2 separate regions of the Cricetulus griseus genome follow, and region 1 is linked to region 2. The links are chromatin contacts, called in public Micro-C maps. All regions are on one chromosome and are shown on one strand. The core of a region is the stretch at or near the end of the contact, and the rest is flanking DNA. Distances in the headings are between cores, read along the strand shown. Region 1 holds the start of Ncoa7 (nuclear receptor coactivator 7). Region 2 holds the start of LOC100774416 (tRNA (guanine(10)-N2)-methyltransferase homolog).

The links. A called contact is a pair of places that touch in the nucleus more often than the background predicts.
Region 1: a Micro-C map of the CHO-K1 cell line shows a contact between it and region 2, with 7 times the contacts expected there. The contact joins the promoter of Ncoa7 here to the promoter of LOC100774416 in region 2. A contact is called at or near these places in 7 of 8 Hi-C or Micro-C datasets (the CHK-Q cell line, the CHL-YN cell line, the CHO-K1 cell line and 3 more).

What each region holds. Positions count from the first base shown.
Region 1 is chr2:249,092,975-249,095,932 of CriGri-PICRH-1.0, reverse strand. Ncoa7 (nuclear receptor coactivator 7) reads left to right here and starts at 1,287. Exons shown (of 16, transcript XM_027398425.2): 1 at 1,287-1,603.
Region 2 is chr2:248,927,711-248,930,410 of CriGri-PICRH-1.0, reverse strand. It overlaps LOC100774416 (tRNA (guanine(10)-N2)-methyltransferase homolog), which reads left to right and starts at 1,261. Exons shown (of 16, transcript XM_027398419.2): 1 at 1,261-1,653. The coding sequence starts at 1,471.

The sequences.
Region 1 (2,958 bases), core at 38-2,537, 170 kb before region 2:
AGAAATCAAGGCTTACTTTATTCCTCTACAAAGCTAAGAGTTCATGGACACAAAAGGGGTTAAAAGAGGGGAAACAGTACCTGGAGCTCAGTGAAGATTTTCTGCAGAAACTGCACTCAAGATTTGGACACTTTGTTAAGCAAACTGCAAGTACTTCTTCCAAGTGATTTCCCGAACTTTCTCTAACATCACTATGCATGTCTTCATCCCTGCAGTGGGGTCATTCTGAATTGGGGCAAAATAGCAGAACCATTATATCTATCACTTATGTGGGGCTTTAGATTCATCAGCCATTCTCAGAACAGGGTTGAATCATGTGACCCCTGCCCACCCAGGACAATACAGCTCAGACACTGCCCTGTTCCACTCTGACCTCCAAGATGCTAACTCTCCCCTCCCCAAATCTCAGCTATCTTATAACAACTTGGACTTGACATGATGTTTTTCCTTTCTTTTTAAATTTATATTTTGCTTTTGGAAACATATAGCCTAGGTTAGTAGCTGAGGTTGGCCTTGAATTCTGTATTTTCCTAACTCAGCCCCCCCCCAAGAGCTGGGATTACAGGACTATGCCACCTCTCTCTCTCTCTCTCTCTCTCTCTCTCTTTCTGTGTGTGTGTGTGTGTGTGTGTGTGTGTGTGTGTGTGCGTTTTCTTGGATTTTTAAAAATTAAGCTTAGATTTCAAAACCATAATAGCACATATCAAAGAATTGTGAGACCACTACCAAACTTCTGGAGACCTCAAGCCATGCTTTTCTTTTGATCCACGCAGAAGCATCTCTATATTTTAGGAATCCATTTTTCTCCTGCTAAAGGCTAAGTCATTTTACCAATAAGGTGACTAAAGGAAAAGGAGAGGTCTCTCCTACTCAGACCATAATGATGTAAACCCGAAGTCATAATCTCCTGATGGTCAGTGCAAACCAGGAGATGATTCCATATTTGCAAGACAATCTAACATCACTGCAGCTGAAATCCTAAAGTCACTATGGTTCAGTGCTTTGCTCCGCTCTCAGGACTAGAAGCACCAAGAAGCAGCAGCGGCAACCTGGGGAGGCCGCTATGTACTGTGTGGATGGCTTCGGACACACCAATCTTATCATACCAGCTGCAGCTTTTTTTTTTTTTTTTTCTTCCTGTATTTAAGAGTGATCTTCACAGTCAGATCCTCCGAGTCATCTTGCGGTGCTCGTCACGGGACTGTAAAGGGAGCGGCATCCAATACCAGGGAGGGATCTCACAGGCACAGCTCCCTGGGCTGATGCAAAAACCTTCCTAACGAGCTTCTTCTCTCCAGTCTCAGCCAAGAGCTGGCTGGACCGCCCAATTGCTACATTGCTTTGGCTATAATGATTGCAATTTGGCAGCTTACAGGATGTTGAACCGGGGACCGGAGAGGGAGAAGATAGTAGGCCCGGTTGCCAAAGGCAATGCCGGAAAAGACAGAAGGATGAATTTATGGTGGCCCGTGGTCCTAGAGCTGGAAGGGAAAGTAAAGGGATTTTAAGACTCCAGCAGGTGCTCTAACTCCTGCTGTACCCCTAAGCTTCATTTCCCTCCAAGATCCAGACCGTAGCTAGAGGGGATGCGATTAGGGGCCAGGTAAGCAGACGGTTCCCGGTACACATATGGCCTGATGGTCGCCCCGGGCAGCGTCACAAAGGGCCCAGGCCTGCGGAGGCCGCGCGCGCAGCTCTCCGGGGCGGAGCCGCCGGGCCGGGTGCTGGGGAACCCGCGCCACTTCGGACTGTTCCGCCTGCCGCCCCGAGGTCACACCGGGCAGGCAAGATGCCGTGGCTGCAGCCCGAACCGCTTAGCCTGGCCGCGGAGCTCTCGGGCCCCCGCCTCAGCGGACGAGCGCAGCGCGCGCCCCGAGTCGGGCGGAGCTAGAGGCGGGCGCCGGGCGGGCGTCGCGCCACCGCAGCTCCCCGCCTTCCGCCCGGAGCGCGGCCGGTGCCTGACGGTGGGCGCCGCTGCAGGCACCTGGGCGAGGCCTCGAGCATCCCGGCGGTGGCAGCTCCGGGCAGATCCGGGACTTGGGGACCCCGCAGGAGCGCACCCCGCCGCTCCTGTCGCCTCCCTTGGCTCCTCCTCGGCACACGATTCCGCCCCCCCCCCCGCTCCCCACCGCCGTCCCCTCCCCTCCTCCCACCCCGGAGGATGCGCTCCCCGCGCCCAGCAGCAGAGGCCACCGCTCCCAGAAATGCGTGCGCCCGAGCCACTTCGCCCCGAGCCGCGGAGCCCCCGCCCAGTAGGTAGGTGGCCGAGGCGGGGCCCGGCCTTGGAGGCCACCCGCTGCTGATGCTGCGGCCAAGGAGAACCGGCACCGCCACCGGCAGCCCCAAACTTGCCTCCCTCCTGGGCTGCCAGCACACCGAGGTGTGCTAATGGCGTTGAGCGCAGCCCCCGGGAGACCTGAAACGCTTTGCTGGAACAGTCGAGACCGAGCTGGGGCGCAGGGGCGCAGGGGCGCTGGACCCTTCCCGCCAACATTCTGGGGACCCTCGGGGTAGGGCGTGGGGGTGCTTGGAAGGACAGGTTGGCGCGCGGCTTCCTTGGGGAGGAGGCCGTTGCCTTTTTACTAGCTGGAGTAGACTATGTCATTGCATTTTTTAAAAAGCGGGATCAGCTAATTTGTTCCTCCTATCTCTTTTGCTAAAATGTAGACGAGCAACGGTGTTGTTTTAGAGGTATTTAGGAGTGGTTGTGGATATTTGTGTATTTTACAGCTCGTCATGTGGTATATAAAATCAGTGGTGCAAACACTTTATTTTGGATGCCAGTTTAAGGAAGGTTCTTCTAGAAGTCAGATCACTCAGGTGATGGATGAGGCCAGTGTGTTCTGTTAGGATAAACCAGACGGGAGCCGATGGGTTTGAGAGCTCAAGTTTGATACAGGTGTGGGGAGCTGAGACTCTGAAAGATGCGCTTGTCAACCAGCAGAGGCAGTCTTGCCG
Region 2 (2,700 bases), core at 12-2,511:
ATAATATAGGTATAATATATTATGTATAATACATACAGGCATAAAACACAAAAGGAAAATAATAATACTTAAGTTTGGCAAGGTCTAATTTTCTGATTCTGAATTCTATCTCCCCTTCTGAGGATCTGTGAAGCTACTATAGTGATTCTCCACCCAGGTGGCTAACTACAAAGTGAATGAAACGTGTCTTGAACGTGTATGTACTTTTACCTAACATATGTTACTGTTTTGGACAACTGCCTAATTCACCTAACATCATTACAGAATGCAATATCACACTAAGTAACTATTATTGTTGTTATTAAATCAACAGGCACCAGTGTCACAACTATTATAATAAGATTCCATGTAAAATTTCAGCCTCAAAAGAGAAGCGTGGCCAGCACAGTACTATGAGGCTGAGGCAGGAAGACTCCCAGGTAAGGCCAGCCTTGGCTACTCATCCAGACCTCATCTCAAAACAAAAGTGTATAACAATAACAAAAAATTTCTATGGATTCTAGAATCCATAAATGTTGAACTGTGTCATCATTTATGTGACAGGAAAAAAACTCTGAATCTATTTCTTTCTGTAGAGCTGTAAGTAAAAAAAAAAATCATTCTTGGGCAGCTTCACAATTAAAGAAACAGTGCATATTTGGTGTTCAGCTATGTATTGTAAAAGCTGAGGTCAAATCACACCTAAGGTACTTTCTCAGCGGGCATAATTGTTACCAAATTCTCCCCACTTCTAAATCCTAGGGGAGGAAGAGAACATTCTTGCAATGAACCAACCAAATCATACAAGCCCAAGAGCTAGCGGGGAACTCCTGAAGTACTGTCTTTTCTTTGTACGTGACATATATGCGATGGGAAAGATCCTTGTTTGGGTTTACACTGTACCGTCCACGACAAAAAATAAACAGGTGTGAAGTTCAGTTTGGCCTTTTTTAGTTTCAGACCCTGAAATTACTGTGGCCGAACAAGTACACGGCAAACACGGGACATTGACTTTGCTCGTCCTTTTAAAGCCTTAAAAAAACCAAACTTTTCTTTTGTACTGTTTCTTTTCGTGATGGCAGCGCCACTGCAGAGAAGCGGTGAACAACGCCCTTGCACTTTAGACCAAGGTCATTGGCAACTCCCAAGCACCTCAGGCAGCGAGCGCGGAACAAGGCGTTGGGGTAGCGGGCTCCCGCGGCTGAGCAAGCACGTCATCATCGGCGCGGCAGCGCGTCATCATCGGCGCGCCGCGCGGGGGAGGGGCGGGTCCTGGAGACGTCCTCGCTCGCCCTCTAATGGAGGCCGGGTCCGAGGCCGCGCGCCGTCGCTCGGCTCCCTCTCCCGGAGTGTGGCGCTGCCCGAGCGCCAGCTTGCTGTCGCTAGGAAGGCCAGGCAGGGGCGGCGACTCCTGGGCCGGCAGTCGCGCGCGCGCGCGGGCGCGGCGGGCCCTCCTCAGCTGGGCTGGGCTTGACGTGCCTCTCGGCCGCCATGGCTGAGAAGCAAGCGGACCTAGCTGGGGACCGGGCTCCTCCTGACAGTGTGGCAGCCCCCAAAGCGGGACCTGCGGCGTCCTCGCCCGGGACCTCGGAGCCCGGGGACTACGACAGCGCCTGCGTGTTCTGCCGCATCGCGGCGGGGAAGGAACCCGACACGGAGCTCTTGCACTGCGAGGTGGGCGGCGATGGCGCGGTGGGTGGGTGGGAACCAGACCTCCCGCCCCTGCCCGCTGCCCCTGGCTCTGCGCGGACCCGCCGAGCTGCGGGGACCCAGAGGTCTGCAGTGGCGCCTTGGCTGCTCTTTTGAGAGAGATGGTAGCGATAGGAGTCAGGCACCCACGTCTCCCTCTGCACCCGTTTGCCACGCAATGCACTCTGCGCCCTTGCTGTTATCACAGGGGGGGCTCCCTCTTCTCTAGTCAGTCATTGTCAATTCGGCATACTTCTGCTGTCGGTAGGGAGGTGACAGCGAGCAGAAAATAGATCATGGGCCTGGGGAAGAAGTCTGAGTTTGCTTGAAAATAGGCCGGAATGGGGTTTCTGGACTGGATCTGAAGTCGAACCGTCACTTACCAGCTCATGGCTTTCAAGTGGCCACGCCACCCAAGAAAGTGTTTCGTCCTCCCGCACCAACCGTGAGCTCCTCCCCTTTTCATTACAAGATATTGCCAGGTTCAGTCCTGTGCAGATCAAATGCAGGTAATCGTAGCTGGTGCGAGTTCTAGATTGCAGCAGTCTTGCCGTGCCTGTAAATCATTATTCCATAAAACTCCCCCTTTACTCTGGCTCTTTTTTTTTTTTACACCCCATCATCACGAGTAAAGAGTTAATCTTTTTTAGAGCGATTAATCATCTTGCATTTAAAATTGTCATCACACATTTATTTGTTGTAAACACCTGAACCGATTGGGCTTATTCAAGGTCTGGTATAGTTATATAATTAAGTACAGAGGAAATTATTTGATTTGGAATAATCAGTTACCAGCATTATGAAGAATCTGTTTGGGAAACTTTTCCAACAGAGGTCAGAGAAAATTCTTCACTTCACGGATCTCTGTATAGTTTTCTTACTGTATTTTTCAGAATTCGTTTGAGCAAGGTTACATACCACATAGTCTTAGCAGAGAGCATACCCATTCCAAAGGCAGTGTCTTACTTTTTATGTATGAGGCACAGATATACATATAATATACATAAATACCATGGCTGGCATTTGTATTGA